Linked DNA regions of Sus scrofa: all the other regions are linked to region 3. The links are chromatin contacts, called in public Hi-C and HiChIP or PLAC-seq maps. All regions are on one chromosome and are shown on one strand. The core of a region is the stretch at or near the end of the contact, and the rest is flanking DNA. Distances in the headings are between cores, read along the strand shown.

What was found. A called contact is a pair of places that touch in the nucleus more often than the background predicts. HiChIP or PLAC-seq counts read pairs in DNA pulled down with a chosen protein or histone mark.
Region 1: a contact with region 3 is called in an H3K27ac HiChIP or PLAC-seq map of skeletal muscle. The contact joins the enhancer-like site here to the promoter of TCF7L2 in region 3. A contact is called at or near these places in 1 of 5 promoter capture datasets (liver), 8 of 47 Hi-C or Micro-C datasets (embryonic fibroblasts, fetal skeletal muscle, liver and 3 more) and 2 of 2 datasets of contacts at active chromatin or transcription factors (alveolar macrophages and skeletal muscle).
Region 2: a Hi-C map of liver shows a contact between it and region 3, with 3 times the contacts expected there. The contact joins the enhancer-like site here to the promoter of TCF7L2 in region 3. A contact is called at or near these places in 1 of 5 promoter capture datasets (liver), 11 of 47 Hi-C or Micro-C datasets (adipocytes, alveolar macrophages, embryonic fibroblasts and 5 more) and 2 of 2 datasets of contacts at active chromatin or transcription factors (alveolar macrophages and skeletal muscle).

The regions. Positions count from the first base shown.
Region 1 is chr14:123,408,926-123,411,625 of Sscrofa11.1, reverse strand. All of the region lies in intron 4 of TCF7L2 (transcription factor 7-like 2), which reads right to left. Among named protein-coding and RNA genes, the nearest start is that of TCF7L2, 67 kb to the right of the region's middle. Within about 2 kb of position 1,270, at least 15 of the 83 cell types and tissues checked have an H3K27ac peak or open chromatin away from gene starts, as enhancers often do. A contact at or near this core is called in fetal skeletal muscle and skeletal muscle, where this site is marked.
Region 2 is chr14:123,435,620-123,438,319 of Sscrofa11.1, reverse strand. The region is part of intron 5 of TCF7L2 (transcription factor 7-like 2); the gene reads right to left. Among named protein-coding and RNA genes, the nearest start is that of TCF7L2, 93 kb to the right of the region's middle. Within about 2 kb of position 1,304, at least 11 of the 83 cell types and tissues checked have an H3K27ac peak or open chromatin away from gene starts, as enhancers often do. A contact at or near this core is called in alveolar macrophages and liver, where this site is marked.
Region 3 is chr14:123,342,415-123,345,114 of Sscrofa11.1, reverse strand. TCF7L2 (transcription factor 7-like 2) reads right to left here and starts at 1,420. Exons shown (of 17, transcript XM_005657478.3): 1 at 675-1,420; 2 at 335-401; 3 at 34-158. The coding sequence starts at 863.

The DNA of each region.
Region 1 (2,700 bases), core at 21-2,520, 67 kb before region 3:
CGTGGCTCTGCACCTCAGTTTCCCATCTAAAAAATGCGCATGGGAACCGCCTGCCTAAAATCTCCAGACCAACTTTTCCAAACGCAAAGGGTCAACAGTGTAAATGAAGTAAAAGGAAGAGTTACATAAGGTCCAAGAGAGTTCAGCTTTGCTATTTTCACCTCCAACTGCACAGGGGGATTTACAAGCCAGAAGTTACGGGTTTACCACGTAAAGTGTTAGAGACGTGGCCATCAGATGACCCTTGAGAGGTACAAAGCCAGAGAGAGAGTAACAGGGTCCTGGCGACCTGGGAGGGTTGTTTGCAATGCATGCATGATCAGATTGCAGCACATATTAAAATCAAGAACTCGAAAAAATTCCTTCCTTTCTCCACGGCCGGGAGCTCTCAAGACTGGGCTTTTTCTGATGAGACCTTCCCCTCTCCACCGCCAGGAGCTCTCAGGACTTGGCTTTTTCCGATGCGGGTCTCCTGCCTATTCTGTACTTCTCACCCCCTCCCCCAGGAGGACAAGTGACACCAAAAGTCTTTGCGGTCAACCAACAACCAATTCACATGCTCTAGTCAAGTCCCCGTAGAAGCCAAATGCAAGACAGACCTCAAACTCCAACTGAAACCCTGAAGCAGGCTGTTTTCTTTTTACTTTTTTTCCCCCGCTTGTCACATGTGAAAGAGGTCGGTGGCTCCAGCAAGGTCTCCCTGTCCAAATTTTTACTGTCCAGTTCTAGCTGTGACATGCACGGGGAGATGCTTCGTAAGGCGACACCCAGGAAGCCGAAAGGTCAAGCGGCGGCACGGGTTAATTTTGCTCGGGGAAGAACCAGCCCTGAGCCGGGGGAAGATTTAGTGAGGCTGACCTTCGGGAGGCCCCCCGACCCCCCTGCACACAAGTCTTGCTGCCTCAGCCAGAAGCGGCCTGCCACTCAAGTATCATCTTGCTGTAACAAATTACTCCTAACCCAGGATTATGGCTCTTTCCAAATCCCTCCTAGAGAGCAAGGAAATAAACATTCTCTCCCAGGACCAGCCCCAGTTGTTTCTCCGGCTGGTAATCCTTGTCTCTCTCTGCTGCTCCTAGGAGCCTTCCTCTGGGCGGGGTCTGCGAGACCCCTCGGGCCCACTCTCCTTTCAGACGCGGGCTGAATGTCTCAATTGTCCATTGGGCACAGGAAAAGATGAAGGCAGGCTTTCTGTCCGGAGACGCCTCACACAATGGTTCCCTTGGCCCACACACCTCTCATCTGCCGGCCGACTCCACTGGCCTAATCCCAGTCTCTCAAGGAAGTCCACACCCCACATTCCTTCCTCACGTTCCAGAAGGACGAGTGAGGACAGGTCGCCGTGAAGCTGCTGTGCTCCAACTTCACGCGTGGCCCAGAGAGATGCGGGGCTGCCCGCCCCCCACCCCGGACAGCATGCCATGGGGCGGGGGCGGGGAGGGGTGTTAAGTTGAATGGGGGTGGGGGAGGGAGAAAGATCTAGAAAAAAGGGGCAAGACAGCAGGAGAAACTGCCTCTGACCCCAGCCTGAGGTTTCCTCTAATAAACTACCAGGCGATATTTCGAGCACAATCACCCCATTTGGGGAAGGAAATACAGTTCTGTCCACTTCCAATGTGAGGAACCCTGGATCCTCCGGGGACTTGGGACCAAGTGGCAGTTTTGGTTTTAATTGTAGACAGAGAGAGAGATCAGGACATGCCAGGAAGAGCCGAGCAATGGATGTTACAATCAAAGGGGGATGATTTGAAGAGACAGGGATCTTGGGGTTGTTTTACTTAGACTTTCTCCCCAGAGAGCGTGTGCGCAGTTGACAGCACGCTGACACACCAGGGCCGGGAGAGAAACTCTCCAAAATAACCCAAAGGCACCGAAGAGACAGAAATATCCCCATCAAAAATCCAGACACCAAATCAAATTCCTGTTTCAAAAGGGAGAAAGGACACCAGGTAAGGAAATGCAGTTAGATAACACAACTCATCCGGAGTGAAGTGCCACTTCCGATTCCTCACGTGCAACCGAAGCTGACCACCTCGCCAGGCTTGACGGGGTGGCCATGCCTCTGGAAACCAACTTGTTCTCTGCTTTTGTGGTTTTCGGCTTTGAAAGAACTTGGCTAGGGAAGGAGCAGTAACGATCGGCAGCTACCCACTTAGCTCATTAGTATGTCATCTGGACAGGCAAAATCAATTCCAACAGCATCAAGTTTGGTTATTCCCTCCCCTAAAGGTCTGCACTATTAATAGCAAGAAAGTTTCCCAGGCTTCAGTTTATTTGTAATCCCAACCAGCCCTGACCACGGAACCTGGCCACCTCCACTCCAAGAGCTCCCCGAAATCCGGGAGATGGAACTTCAGGTCTCAGTCTTTTGACAGCGGTGGAAAGAGACAGAGGCAGGCTGAACTTAAAGATGTCCGGTCACAGGGGCCTTGATCCCCAGAAAAGGCTAGGAAGGCAGGGGGAGGAACTAACTCAGCCTCTCTACCCATCTAACCAGCTCTTGGGCTCTCTCTTCCAGCCTGACCTCACTCTATGGACAGAGGTCACCATCTCATCTCCCCATTGGGGATCAGCTGACAGAAGCTTCTACAAGAGGTAGGCTGGTTAAAAATGAACTTAAAATGTCACTAAGTCCGACCAGCAGAATGTCAAGAGCACAGGGCCAGGAGCTGGAATGCCTGGGTTCAAATCCAGAACCTG
Region 2 (2,700 bases), core at 55-2,554, 93 kb before region 3:
AGATGAAACATTTTTTAAATATGCCTTAGAGCTTTGAAAATTGTACTGGTCAGACTCCTTTGGTTGTAAGCGACAGAAAACCATCTCAGACTACTTGGCTTCCTACCTGCATGGTCCAGGGCTGGAGTTGGCTGCACAGAATTAAATGGTATCAAACACACACATCATCTTCTACAAACAAGCACCCTCCATTCAGAGTGAGTGTGTGTGTGTGTGTGGTGTGTGTGTGTGTGTGTGTGTGTGTGTGTGTGTGTGTGTGTGTGAAGGCAGGCAGAGCATGGAGTCAGACTCTCTCTTCTTTGCTTAAATCACATGTCTGCCTGGACGGACCAGAATAGGGAAAGGTGGTTCCCTATAGACAGGATGGGGAAGGATGCTGTCGGCAGGGCGGGGGGTGTAGAGATAAATGTGGAGGAAAGGGGGGCATGTAGAGATACAGGTGGACTCTTCTCCATTTTTTTAACATTTGGTTTCTTACACCAAAAGGCTGGTGCATAGGTGTTACTCTCAATTCCTAAAAAACGACTTGGTAATTGAAGAAGAAAGCATAATAAAGATGACGCCAAGAGAGCATTTTGGGCAGGGTGGGGGCGGGGGGGATGCTTGGCTGTATTCTGAAAGCGGAAAGGGCTTCTTCCAGTCATACTTATTCCATCTCGACAGTGACTTCGTGCCTTGGCCAGGACTATTTTGGCTTCAGACATTCCGTTTCCAGGCTTTGGCTGAAGGGGGCTGCTACCTCTTTCCCCAAAACTAATTTTTCCCCCCGTTTCAGCTGAATCATCCTAACAATCTGCCCAGAGCCCTTCCACCCAGCCACACTCCTCTTTCTGTTACTGAGATGTATTCGTTTAGATTTTATGTTCTTTCTCCACCCAGCAAGGTTGGCTTCTCCCTTGAGTCTGAAAGGGCCAGGGAGGAATACCTCCCTCGGAATTTCACACGTGTCCCTGACTCGGGCCTCACCTCAGAAGCACTAGAAGGGGGAAGAGTCAGAGGTCAGGTCCAAGGCCAGGTCTCGATAAGGGAGCACCCATATCCCACGTGGTCTCCGGGGGCCACGGGCACAGTCCAGTCCCACGGCTTGTGGTGTGGACCCTCCCTCCCTCCTTCCTTCTCCAGCCTTTTGAAACACTTGCTACTTGCTTCACCTCAGCACCTGGACAAGAGAGACAATGTGCTTGCAAGAAGAACAGTCAGCCTGTGCCCTAGAGCACGAACAAGAGGCCTTTGCCCCACTGCACTTTGGCACATGGTGACCCATCTCATTCAAGCCTATTAAGCAGTCTCTATGATGCACTTAATCTTACTGCCTGGATCCACTCGCTCTGCAGCCTCTGCCCGGAACACAGATTGCATCACGCCTGCCAGAGTTCTTCACAAGCTTCTCGTGGCAGTCAGACTATGGCTGGACAGACCACGCGCTGGCAAAAATGGGCAGGGCTCGGATGCGGTACCAAGGGGGTGGCCAGACACAGCCACACCCTGCTGCACTGGCAAAGGACTGGTGGTCGGGGCTCACTCAGCCTTCGTGCCCTCCTATTGCCCCGCTCTCTGTCCTCCAGCCAACACAACACTCTATAAGCGTGACTGCTTCTGGGCCCAATGGACCTTTCTGCTGTTCATAGCTGCCCCGGTTCTCTTTCAAAAGACAAGCTCTACCCTCCAGATTTTTAGCAGAAGCATGTGACACGATCTGCTTATTAAGGAATTCAAAGGCCATCTCAAACACGGGAAAGAACAGCAGGAACCAAGGATGGAAATGGAAAATGGCAATGGTGGGAAGTGGGGCAACCAGGACAGGTGCTCCGGCAACACCGCAGTGAGAGGTGCCAGCAGCCTGGACTTCACTGGTGATGGTGGAGGGGTGGAGAGGGGTCCGATTCCACAGCTATTTTGAAGGCAGAGCTGATATGCCATGTGGATGGATGACAAGCCTACAGGATAGGCCAGTGGATTGAATGTGGGGAGTGAGAGAAAAAGATGAGTCAAAGATGAACCCCAAGATTTGGGGCCCACGCACCTGGTGTGTGCTGAAGATCTGTACTGTGATGGTGAACACTGGAAGGAACAGGTTTGGCAGCGGGGAATGGGTGGAAATAAAGACTTTGATTCTGGAAGGCTAATTTTCTCATGTCTATTTGGCATCTGCATGGAAGCTGAATAGGGCACTCGGGGGAGAGCCTGGGCTGGAAAAAGATCTGGAAAATTGTCTGAAAATGGCCATTTCCACCTATGGAATCCTGATGAACTCCCCTAGCTCACAGGACTTTCACATCCTTATGTGCAAAAGGACCATAACAACAAACCTTCCCATCCAGACCCCTCCGGGGTCCCCCCCTCCTCAATTCCCCAGTATATACTCCAATTCTGAAATCCAGGAGATGATGGATTATATTAAACTGATTGAAGAGATGAAAATCAGACCTGCAAACCATTAACAAGCCAATCAGGAGATCACCTTGAACACGCTATGCAAAGTGACAGGGAAAATACCCATTTCCCAGAATAAATAATCGAGTCTTAGATTTCTCCACTGGGCAATCTCTTAAAAAAAAAAAAAAAAATGTAGGCACCCTGTAGCAGGATTCCTAAGGAAATATGAGTTTAAACTGGAAAGAGACAGAAACCCTCCTAGCCTGAATTTCTGAAGCATCTGTGTGAACCACGTTTACATAAGCGCTACCATGAGCTGGAATG
Region 3 (2,700 bases), core at 171-2,670:
CAGCGGGCGGGGGCCGGGCGCGGAGGCACTTACGGTTCGGGCGGTGGGCGAGAGCGATCCGTTGGGGAGGTAGGGGCTCGTCAGGTCGGGGATCATGATGAAGGGGTAGCCGGGATACGGTGGCCCCTTAAAGAGCCCTCCATCTTGCCTCTTGGCCGCTAACATGGCGGGACGGCGAGGGGACGGCGGCGGCCGCGCGGACCGGGAGAGAGCGAGGAGAAACTTTTTAGAAAGTGCCCCAAGTGGCCGGGCGCCCCGGCCCGGCCGGGGCACGCGGGGCGGCGGGCCCGGGGGGCAGCTCCCGGCGGCTGCGGGGCGCGCGGGACGTACTCACCTTCTTCCAAACTTTCCCGGGATTTATCTCGGAAACTTTCGGAGCGAGGCGGAGGCCGTCTTTCCGCCTTCCCGGAGGGGTGGAGGTGGGGAGGGCGAGGGGCAAACGGCACGCAGAGGGGGGAGAAGGGGGAGAAAAAGAATCAGTGGGGTGGGGGTTTGGGGGGAGAGAAAAACAGGGTTACAACTTTTTGCAATGGTGGCACCACACGCACACGCCGCCCGCCCGGCCCCGCGGCGCCCTACCGCCGCCCCCAGCCCCGATTTCTCCCCTGTAAGCAACCTTTGCCAAGCCCAGGAAATAGATTCAGAACCCCACCAGCCCGAGGGGCTTTTCCTACCTCGGAATCGGAGGAGCTGTTTTGATTCGTTTCTGATTCATTGACTAGAGACGATTTGACATCAGCTAAATCCCTCTCTGCCGAGGAGTTTTCGGAGCTCTTCTCCTCCTGCTCGCCCTCGTCTTTGAAGGAAATCAGTTCGTCGTTGGCGCCTAGGTCATCTCCTCCACCGCCGTTCAGCTGCGGCATTTTTTTCACCCACCAGCAGCAATTTTGGAAGAAAAATGAAGGAGGAAGAAAAGCCAAAAAAAAAAAAAAAACCCAAAAAGTTTTACCCCCCCAAAAAAAATATTGCAAGAAAAAGACGAGTCCAAGGTGAACTTTTTTTCTGCTTTGGGGTCTTTTTCTCCTGGGGAGGGGAAAGAGGGAGGAGGGGAGGGGAAGGGGGGGGAGATCTTCTGCACGCGTGAGTTTGGGTTTCTTTTTTCTCTCGTTCCCAAGGATCCGATCAATGTGCAAAAAAATAATAAATAAAAAAAGGGGGGTAAAAAAAAAAACACCACCAACAACAACAAGAAGTCAGATATAAAGAGCAAAGGGGGGGGAAGCCGAAGATACAGGAGGAGCTCGTGCCGCTCGGATTTGAGTGAGTTGAAGTTAGACTGAGAGCTTTTCAGTTCAAAGGCGGCGCTGATTGACAGATAGAAAAAGGGGGATCGAAATCCGGAGGAACGGAGTAGTCTGGGAGCGGAGATTATTGACAGGGCGAGAGGAACACACTCGCTTAATGAGATGCCGAGGGGCGGGGCCGGCCGGGTGACGTCTGCATAAATAAACAGCCGGAGTGGGCGGGGCGGGGGCGGCTAACAATGATCCTTTCGGGCGCCGGGAGAGGGAGGAGGGAGAGGAGGAGGAGGAGAGGGGCGGGGGAGGAGAGGGGCAGAGAGACAGAGGGAGGAGTGTGCAGGGGGAGAGGCCTGCGCTGAGAGTGTGCGAGCCCGGGAGTCTGGGCGAGGGAACGGGGACTCGCTCCGGGAGGGGGCCGGCTTCAGAAAGACAATGCGGGGTAGGAGAGGAGGGGAAGAGGGTGGCGACCGAGTCAGGAATCCGAGCCGGGAAAGGCGGAAGGAAAGCCCACTTGGGGGGCGGGGATGGGGAGAGGCCCAGAAAAAGTGCACTTTGGAAACATTAGAAATAAGTCTTAAGGAAGGGGAAAAGGAGGAGAGTGTTGTGGGGAATGGGTGGGAGGGTGGGGTGCTTGGTGGTTTAGCCAGCAGTGAAATCAGCCACCCTCGGGCGGGATGTAACAGAAGTGGTCGAAAAAGAGAGATCAACCCTCCACTTTCAGAGAGCCTGGGGAAGTGGAGGGCTGGGCAAAGTTCCTGGTCATCTGCAGTGAAAGAAACTATTAACCCACGAGGTCTTCCCTCCCCTTTTTGTTTATTAATAGTGAATCATTTCATTAAATCTTGTCTCACTAGACTAAATATGCCAAAATGACTTTTTATCCAAAAAAAAAAAAAAAATTCCAACACTGTGGTGTTTGTCAGGGGCATTAAAAATATCCTTAAGGAAAAATGCATGATTCATTTCAATGTAGTGTTGTGGCTTTTTGTTTGTTTGTTTGTTTTAACTGAGTTGGAGGTGGTAGGAAATGAGTTAGGATTCAAAGTCCTTTCTGGCTTTGGAAGTGAAAAGTTTGGGCGTTAACATCACCAGGGAAAATAAAACTGAAAGTTCACCAACCTCTGGGATCAGTGGTGCTGGAGTCTTTCTGGAAGGGGGTCTGAAATGAAATTCCCGAAAGACTGACCAAATAATCAAGATGTAGATGGCTCTGGCAGGAAATTGCTAACCCAGCTGATGCTTGAAGGCCTCAGGGAGGAGATGGAAAACCTGAGGTTTGAGGCAGGTATTTGTTGATTTTTAGGCTCTCTTGGGGAAGTAGATTGATTCACTACAAATGGGAAAGAAAATTATGTTAAAGGGGAAAAGGCCTGGGTCCCAAAACGCAGTATTCCTGGAAAATGGAGCAAGAACACTGATTTTCTTGCAAATATCCAATGAGAAGTGGACAGGAATCTAC